2 separate regions of the Mus musculus genome follow, and region 1 is linked to region 2. Evidence: chromatin contacts called from public promoter capture Hi-C data. All regions are on one chromosome and are shown on one strand. The core of a region is the stretch at or near the end of the contact, and the rest is flanking DNA. Distances in the headings are between cores, read along the strand shown.

Region 1 (4,711 bases), core at 1,252-3,751, 100 kb before region 2:
CCGGTTTGTGACTTTTATTTGTGCTTTATGTGTATGGGTGTTTCCCTTGCTTGTATATCTGTGCTGTGTGCATACTATGAGGAGCTTTGGGGGCAGCTTGGCAGGAATCTGACTTTGGCCATGGACAAGGAAATGGACTTCAGGCAGGAATCTAATTTTAGGCTAGAAAGAGAAAGTAAGTTCAGACAGGAATCTATTTTTAGGGTAGAACAAAAAAGGAGGCTCAGATGTTTTGATCAACCTGAGGAGACCTTAGAAACAGCTATCATGGGAGTGATCAGGGTACTTTGTTTATTACCTTTAAAGGCGGATTGGGAGCTGGGCGGTGGTGGTGGCGGAGGCGTACGCCTTTAATGCCATCACTCAGGAGGCAGAGGCAGGTGGATTTCTGAGTTCGAGGCCAGCCTGGTCTACAGAGTGAGCTCTAGGACAGCCAGAGCTTTACAGAGAAACCCTGTCTCCAAAAAAAAAAAAAAAAAAAAAAAAAAACCAAGCAGATTGGGAAAAAATAAACCTGCCTCAGCCTCAGAACTAGCTGGGACCATACTATAATGTTGTCTAATTGTGTTTTTTTCTTTTTAATCCTCACTCCTGGGCTGGAGAACCTGTTGACTGACTGAGCTGACGTGGTCAGTGCACAATGTATGTGGAGGCCAGAAAAGGATGGCAGACTGTCTGGAACTAGAGTTAGGGACGGTGGTGAACACCATGTGGGTGCTGGGAATCAAAACCCAAGTCCTCTGGAAGAGCAGCCAGTGCTCTTAACTACAGAGCCATCTCTCCGTCCCCAGATAAATTCTTTTAACCCCTATACTCATCCTATCCGTGTGTTCCTCTGGAGGACCTGACTATACAGTGTGTAGCTATCAGAGATGTCTAAGGTTAGATTGGGTTGTGTCAGACAAACAGCACATCTATCTCACAGGTACAAACATTTGTATTCAGCTTTAATAAACAGCACAATTACGTGCACACCAAAGAGTTGTTTAAAAGAAATTATTTATGATCTACTGTCAGTAAGTGTTTGCTTTACCTACCTGTTTTATAGATCTCTGTACCTAGCGTGAGCTTTAGTTTGAATATCAAGTTGACACAATCTAGAGTCATCTGAGAAGAGGGTGTCAACCAGGGATTGCCTAGATGAGATATTGTGTGTACAGGTCTGTGTGGAGAGGATACTGATAACCTTAATAGATGTGGGGGCCCTAACAGTGGGAGACACTTTTCCTCCCTGAGTTTGGGTCCCGGATTGTATGAAGAGGCAGTAGTGGGCATGCAAACCTGAACTCACTGCTCTCTACTCTTGACTGCAGAAGTGTGGCCAGCTCTCCCAAGCTTCTACTCCCCCATGATGGACTGTAATCTGCAACCGAGTATAAATAAGCCCGTTTCCCCTAAGTTGATTTGTCAGGGTGTTTTACCACAGCCACAGGAAATGAAACATCTGTGGTCATGTAAACATTTCTCAGATGAGAAGGAAGGACTCGAGGCAAAGACTTAGGAAGCCCTGCAATAGGCACCTGGGCATCAGGTCTTCTGAGCACTGCTGGGAGGTTGCCCACCTCTGATGGTCTGCCTAGTAAATGGTAGAAGCCAGAAGTGGGCCTCCAGGTTAGGAACTGGCTGGGATCCACAGCGTGTGGATTACTTGAGATGGTGGGAACTGAGCTAGCTTGAAAGAGCACAAACCCTGCATGAACGCTCCTGGATTCTCTTAAAGGAATTTTGAGAATCTCCTCAGTCTTTCTTTTCTCTTCTCTGTTTTCAACCTCAGAGAATGAGTCAGGGTTCTCTGGAGCCATGCACATCCCAAGCCCCACTCTCTTTCCTCCACCATCCAGTCCTACTGGCAATCTGCCTCAGTCATGCCACACGGGGGAGATGTTCTCTGCCACCCCCTCCAGATGACAGAAATGTGCTTTATGCTGATGCTCAGGGATGTGATTCTTCTGTCCCTAGGGTGGGTACCAGAGACTAAGGAGTCGGGCACAGACCTGAGGACAGGTGAGTCTTCACAGTCTCCGTCCTCCTCATCAGGACTGTGATCATTATTCAGTAGTGACCATTATTAACCCAATTCCTGCCAGCTTTCTCAATCCTTGGCTGTTAGAAACTGCTAGAAATAACCAAGGACTCATGCCCAGTGCAAGACTGAATTTGGTATTTCCATGTGTCCTGCAGCCACACAGGACTTTAGACTGAACTTACAAACACTTGCTCCAGAGAACAGTGTGATGAGTTCCTACTTTGCTGAGGGAAGAACAAAGAAAAAAACAGACCTTGCTTTTCCAAGAACTCAGGAGGAAAGTGAGGTGAGAGAGTCAGAGTCAGAACAGACCCCTGGAGATGGTGGAACTTCAGACAGTGGGGCCTGAATAGGGAGCTGCTGTGATTTGCTTTGCTATCAGCTGAGGTTATGTACACTCAATGAGGAGCACAGTGTTTGGCTTACAGGCCATTACATGGAGCATCTCATACCCCAGTGATAAACATTAACAAGTTATCTTGAAACCAAAACTATCAAACAGGAAGCAGTTCTTGAGAAATATCTTGACACCCAGACAGTGGTCAGCCTATTCTTAGAATTTTGCCAGCCGAGGCTTACAAAATACAGTCAGAAGATTAACTTTAACTTATACCAACTTCACAATTCTATGGGCCTTCTGGCTGAAAGACCCCCCCCTCCCCCGTTTCTGGGGAGACCCTCGCTCTAGTCCCGGGATGAGCCAATGCCCCAATACTTGAGAGAAACCGTTCTTGATGCAATATTGCATGAGGTTTATTCAAATATTATCAGCATACTGAGGCTGAGCTTGTAACCCACACCGGGGCAGAGGAGATCAACCCCCAGTAATTGCAGTCCAGGGTTTTTAAAGAATGAATTGTAAAGTGAGGGAAGGATAGGTTAAACATCGTAAAAAAAAAAAAAAAAAAAAAAACAACAACGGGGGGGGGGGGGGGGGGGGAATGGTGAATTACAGCTCTCTCCCAAAAAGTGAGGGGAGGGTTAGATCACAGAGGCTGGGGAAGTTGTGTAAACATTGTAAAAACCAGGGATGGTGAATTACAGCTCACCTCTCTGGGAAAGTGAGGGGAAGATTAGATAACAGAGACAGACAGGGGAGGTTGTGTGAAACATTCTTGGTCCCTTTCCACAAAGGGTCAAATGCCTGGGTGGGTCACCCAGCAGTCACCTTTCTTTCAGGCTGAGGAGAAAAGAACAAAGAACCCCATGCTGGGCTTCATTTCTAGGGGCCTAAGAAACACATAGGAGTTGGGGTCTTACATGGCCAATTTGGAAATTTTGTGACTGCTTCTATCAAACCCTCTTTAGAGAACAGGCCCTTATATTTTCTCCAATAGCTATGTATTTGCCTTATGATTGCTCTCTGACCTCTGTTTGTCATCACACACCAAGGAGGCCTTGCTCTCTGGCAAGTCACTCCATAAAATTTAATGTATAGTATAAAATTCTCTCTCCATTAATATTTAGCCATCTATCTTCATTCTCATCATAGGCCCCTGTATAAGGTAAAGGTCCTGCAGTTATTCTTAACTTATAGGGTTCCCTGTATATAGGAGGGGCCCACCATCTGCCTCTAATTACTGCTTCCTTCCACAACTATTCTTACAGGAATGCCTAGCTCATTCTTAATAAACTCTTGCTCATCCTGAATGGGACTTTTAGGCCCCCTTCAAGCTTGAACTCTATGACTATCATCAACTTCATCTGCATTTTCTACAAACGATTCCTGTTGCTGCAATGCATTCATCACATCCCCAAATGTTCCATCCTTGATCAATCAAGGTAGTAATGATTTTTTATCAGAATCAGCAATAAGGACCAAGAAGGCCATGAGGAAGAAGGAAGAAACACAGATCACCCCACCGCAAAGAGCAATTGCTGAGCCTGTGCAAGTTTTACGGCTCCGTGCCAGTAACCTCCGGGAGACTGGGTTCCGGGGAACACCCGTCTCAGGTCTGAACATACTTTGTGCTGCATGTCACACAGACTCCACCGGAGTTGGTGTGGCAGGGGTTGGTCCTAGAGAGACATCCCTACTTCTTGTCACTGTCTTTGCTCCCTTCTTCCACATTTCTTTGTTAGCCTCAAACATTGGAGGAGAACGGTCACTTCCCGGATTGAATAATTGAAACAAGCTTTATTAAGGATGCACTCTGGACTTGTCAGCTGTCTGTCTCATCTGAATTCGAGATGTGCAAGAGCAATGGGGCAAAACCATAAGGTTAACAGGAAACATCTGCTTTTATGGGGGCGGGGGGGGGGAATAATCGAATATGAGAAAAATGCTGCGTAAAATCAAGAATCTACATTAGGTTGGTGGGGAGTCACACCTCATGGGTTTGGTGGTCTTTGTTATGGGCCAAGTTGTGTTGGAAACATATTTGCATGGCAATGGGCAATCATTTATCACTGGGACCCTGAATTAAGTGTAGGTTGAAAACATGTTTTCCATACCTCATGTTTTACATGTTCTTAGCCAGAAATGGAAACCTGTTCTCTTGGTTTATGAGGACTTTCCGACAATGTGGGTCATCTTTTGGTTCCACAGTCCTCATCACTATGACTCTCTCAGCTCAGGCCTAAACTGAGGCAGCCAGAGAACCACACTGGGAACCTCTCTAGGCTCCAAAGTGAGCCTTTCCCTTTTGGTCCCTCTGGTCCTTGTCAGAGTGACGGACCTCTCTC
Region 2 (4,787 bases), core at 947-3,446:
AGAGAGTCAGGGTCTCCTTGAACCTGGAGTTCATGTTCCTTAGCCAGGCTGGAAGGCAGTGAGTAGTCCTCTTGCCTCTCTCCACCCCCCTTACAATGCTGGGGGTCACAGAAAAGCCTGAGAGCAAGCCTAGCTTGCTATGTAGACACTGGGATCCAAATGCAGGTGCTCATGATTACACAGCTAGAGAGTCATCCTTAATGCCGTAACTCTATTGTGAAAATCTGTTAAGATTAAACATCCAGTTAGCCAAGATGAAAGACAGAATTCACTAATGAAGGGCAGCTACATTCGTCTCCAGATCTTTTGAATTAAATTTTCAGAGGATGCTGCAAAAACACCATAGACACCGGGAGCTTGTGCTTAGTTCCCAGAACACCTGGCCCTGTAGTGAAGACCATGTGCATTACTCCCTTTCAGATTTAATCTTTGCACCAGGATCGCACACTCTAACTACTCACTGAAGATCAATTTTTAAAACAGGTTCCTAGAGCTAGACAGATGGCTCAGTGGTTAAGAGCAATGGCTGTTCTTCCACATAACCTGGGTTTGATTTCCAGTACCTACATGTTAACTTACAGCTGTATCTGTGACTTCAGTTCCAGAGGTGCCAATGCCCTCTTCTGGACTCTGTGAGCATGGCATGCATGTGGTGCAGATGTAAACGCAGGTAAAACACCCATACACATTACACAAAAATCTTAATAATAAAAAAAGGTTCCTTAAGGGAATAAGTTGGTAACAAATATTTATACAATTAAAATGCTTGAAAGCATTTTTTATGCACACAGGCCTTGTGTTTATAAATCCCACGTGTCAATATACCCTCGACAGCCAACTGACCTGCATTTGCATGAAGTTTTAGTAGTCATTTTCAGATTTAATCCTCCTGTACTTAAGTAAAAATGTTCTTCAGCTCTGTCTCTTGAGCTTGAAATTTCTGACTGCTAGAATTAATTTGTCTTCTGTGAAGTTCAGCAGAAGCAAGATCACTTGAAAAATATTTCTAGATTTAAGGAGCCTACTGTGACATAAATACTCATTTTAACATCTGTTCTTAGACAGGATCCTGGACCCAGGAAAAGGTGAGAAAAACTGAACTGTGTCTATATTAGATTAATTTGATCAGGATTAATCCCCTGATTCAGGTAATAAGAAAGGTATCTTTGTTTTTAAGAGACATATTAAATTACTTAGGGGTACAGAAACCTACGCTCTGAAGGAGAGTGATAAAGAAAGGGAGTATTCTGGAAAAATATGAAATATTGTAACATTTGGTAATTTGAGGGAAGAATGCACAAGTTCTTGATATTTTTTCCATGTACTTTTCTTGCTAGGTATTTCTTCAGTGAGAGTCATTTTACCCATTTTCAAGTCTGAAATTATTTAAAAAATCCTTTTAAAAATAGTGTCATATTTAAACTCCACAATATAATGAATATAATGTACGCATCAAAGAGGCTTTTATATACCAAGAGGAAGGGTTAAAAACTGATATCTTAGCAGTTATGGTTAAGTATAAAGACAGTCCAAAGAAGAAGCAGACACATTTTAGAAGTTAATAAGATCCCAAAATAAGAAAATTGATAAGAAAAGTAGTTAAGGTATACTTAATTTTTTTAAAAAAGTAATATACTCACTGTCCAATCCAGGATGACTGATTGTCATTAATGAGATGGATTTTGTCAATGGAGAAGAAATGGCTGATGTACAGTAGTTAAATCCCTGTTGTTTAGACCTGTAACATGTCTACAAAATTAAAAAAAAATGGAGGATGAGTTCTAAGTACATATTCATATATATAGACGTGCAGAATTTGCATTGACCCAACTTAGTGAAGGAAGAAGTGGAATCCAGTCTGCCTCTGCCACTTAACTGGTACTTAGCTGCTTAGCTTTCTAAGCCTCCTTGTTCCTCCTGGAACTGGTGAGTATTCACCATTTACAGTGGGTTTCCATCCCTCAGAGCATTTAATAAGGTTTCAAATTGAGTAAGAACTCACTAGGTATTTGCTGGTCACACAACCTGGTAAGTAACTTCATCAGAGGTACCAAATTACATAGAGCACTGCTGCTTTGAAAAATCAAACTGTCTTCAGAGATTGACAATAGGACATGTTGTTATTCTGATTATAAGGACTTGGAAACTGAGATGTGAGCAGAAAGCAGTTCAAGAGCAGTAGCAAAGCAGCGTTGCATCTGGGAAGAGGCGAAATCTCTTTCACTTCCTCTTAGATTGACTGTACATGAACACAGGGTGACTGCAATTTAGTAACTTAACTTCCTCAGTAGTTACTGGCAATTTAAATCCATAGCATTTTAAAAGCCATGTAGCCCAAGCAAAAGCAGAGGCTCCTTTTAACATCCCGGAAGCAACCATTTTTTACTTCTGGTGATAAGGGTCTCATGTGTCTTTCATTTTGAGACAGCTCATTCGAATACTCTCACAAGATGAAATCTGCCTTTTTCTGATTCACACAAATTGAGATACTGAACGTCTCCTCCTAGCATGCACTCACTCATTTGGGCCAGAGATTTCTGATTATTTAGAGCTTGTTCCATGTGTAACCATGGAATCTGAGGCAAACAGTTGCTATGTTTCAAATACAACTGTGAGGTCTGAAAAATGACCTCCGAGAACAGCAGACTTTTAAGAGGAAGTTGACTGCAGGCAACTTGTCTAGATCAGAAAGATACATGCAGCACAACACCCACTCTGAGGCTGTGCACAAGAGGAACTAAAGGTAAGATGGAAGCTCTATGAGGACTATGCATTGCATAGCATAGCATAGCATAGCACAGCACAGCACAGCACAGCACAGCACAGCACAGCACAGCACAGCACAGCACAGCACAGCACAGCACACCATGGTACAAAAATGCGGATATTTATCTAGATGTGTTGACTTCATCTAGAAAGATTAAGTCAGAAAGATAGCAATGATAATTAGTACCATTTACTAAAAGAAAGGTCATCTGCCAAACTTCTCAGGGGCATGAAGCTCTCACAGGTAAGGGAGGGATCAACAGACTTTCTTGAGCAGTATGATTGACACAAAGACCATATTTTCTCTAGGGAATAACCATGGGGCATGGATTTTCAAATTGCTAAATTTAATAATGACATGCAATATACTTTAAAACTCAATTTACAATGAACTGAATACATTCCTAATCCTAAAACATTTGCTGTGATGGAATATTTAAATCTGTATAGATTAATGTATTCTTTTTAAAAAATAATATTTTATATTTATTATTATTTTTGTATAGAGTGTTTTATCTGAATGCATGTATCCATGCTACATTCATGTCTGGTGCCCCTGGAGGTCAGAAGAAGATACTAGGTCCTTGGAACTGGAGTCATGGATGACTGTAAGCCACTTTATGTGGGTGCTAGGCACCAAATGTCAGTCCTCTGCAAGAGCAGTAAGTGTTCTTAACCACTGAGCCATCTCTCCAGACCAACTGATGTATTTTTAAATATTCATGTTTAGTTCTAAAAGCGTGTTATTGCTAGAACTGAAGATACTATTTAATAGGTAAGTACTAGTATTTACTAGTACTAATAAAAAGCACAAAAATGAGGTCATATTTGGGGGTAATATTCCACTACCACACCCATCAGCATTCCATACTTATTTTAGCCTTACCTGCTGATCAAACATCCTATGATGCTGTCTCTGGTCTGGCTCCAGATGTTCTTCTGAAAGTGACATCAAAGAGTTTCTCTGTTCCTCACCACCGAAAGGGTTTCTGAGCTCGCTGGAGTTTGCAGAGCTCATTTCTAGAGACGAGGATGGCTTATTTCCAACACCTCCTCCTGTCAAGCCTTCCAGACTGAAACTGAACACAGAGCACAATAGTTCAGTCACTGTTTGTAGGTCTCAGAATGGGAGGTTACAAATATCCCTCTAACTTGTATATTTATTTTTATGTTTCCTACTCAAAGTATCTACAAGAAGGCAGAGCAGATAAGTACCACTCATCTTTGCCCCAGTGGTATTAGATGCTGAAAAAGAACACCAGATGCATTTATTTCCCTACTTCATTCAACTTATCTAATGTTGAATCAGATATCATCATTTTCTCAGCTGTTTTCTCAATATACCATATGTACAGACCATATTTATCTTATCATCTATGTGTGTGTATGCTTTCACTGATGTGATAAAAGTAATTTTTCCAGAATCTGACTCATCTAATGCCAAATGTCACAAAGCACAAGCACAAGGAGTTTTCAGAATGGGAAGTGAGTGACTTGGCTGTGTGCTTACCGTGTGGACCTTGATAAAACGATACTCAATTATATTTTGGTTGACTCTAACAACTTTCTGGATACACTTCTATCCAGAAAGCTCTGGTTTCACTAATGAGCACACCATCTGTGCACACCTGGCCAGATGATGGCTTAGTGAGCATTACTGGCTGCAGAGAGACACATAAAACACTGGGGCATAAATGCTGAGAAAAGTACCAGGGTTTGGAATTTTAAAAGGGAGTTCTGAGGTGCAGATTTTGAGGTCACTTTCTGTAAATAAGGCTGAAGAAGAAGGCTATCTTGTCTACCCTCTTTGGAGTTGCTAACTAGAATAATGCACACATCGGCTATAACTACACTGAAAGAACTTCTTTGAAAGAAGAATACAGTTGTAACTGATTGTGTTTTCAATTAGCAGCCAGCTGGAACTTTATTTGGATGTATACTGAAGCTATATAGTTACTTCTGTTCTGGGACAACGGTACAGTCAATTGCTATAATTAACTTCATAGATGCCGGCTCCAAAG

What was found. Capture Hi-C pulls out chosen DNA fragments and counts their contacts.
Region 1: a contact with region 2 is called in a promoter capture Hi-C map of liver. The contact joins two enhancer-like sites. A contact is called at or near these places in 3 of 115 datasets of contacts at active chromatin or transcription factors (the 230-238 cell line, CD8 T cells and microglia) and 2 of 9 other capture datasets (liver and pancreatic islet).

Annotation. Positions count from the first base shown.
Region 1 is chr7:75,785,376-75,790,086 of GRCm38.p6, reverse strand. No RefSeq gene overlaps it. Among named protein-coding and RNA genes, the nearest start is that of AU020206, 5.6 kb to the right of the region's middle. Within about 2 kb of position 2,501, at least 93 of the 459 cell types and tissues checked have an H3K27ac peak or open chromatin away from gene starts, as enhancers often do. A contact at or near this core is called in the 230-238 cell line, CD8 T cells, liver and 1 more, where this site is marked.
Region 2 is chr7:75,684,175-75,688,961 of GRCm38.p6, reverse strand. Akap13 (A kinase (PRKA) anchor protein 13) reads right to left here. Exons shown (of 37, transcript NM_029332.1): 13 at 3,653-3,845; 14 at 1,641-1,749. Among named protein-coding and RNA genes, the nearest start is that of AU020206, 96 kb to the left of the region's middle. Within about 2 kb of position 2,196, at least 115 of the 459 cell types and tissues checked have an H3K27ac peak or open chromatin away from gene starts, as enhancers often do. A contact at or near this core is called in the 230-238 cell line, CD8 T cells, liver and 1 more, where this site is marked.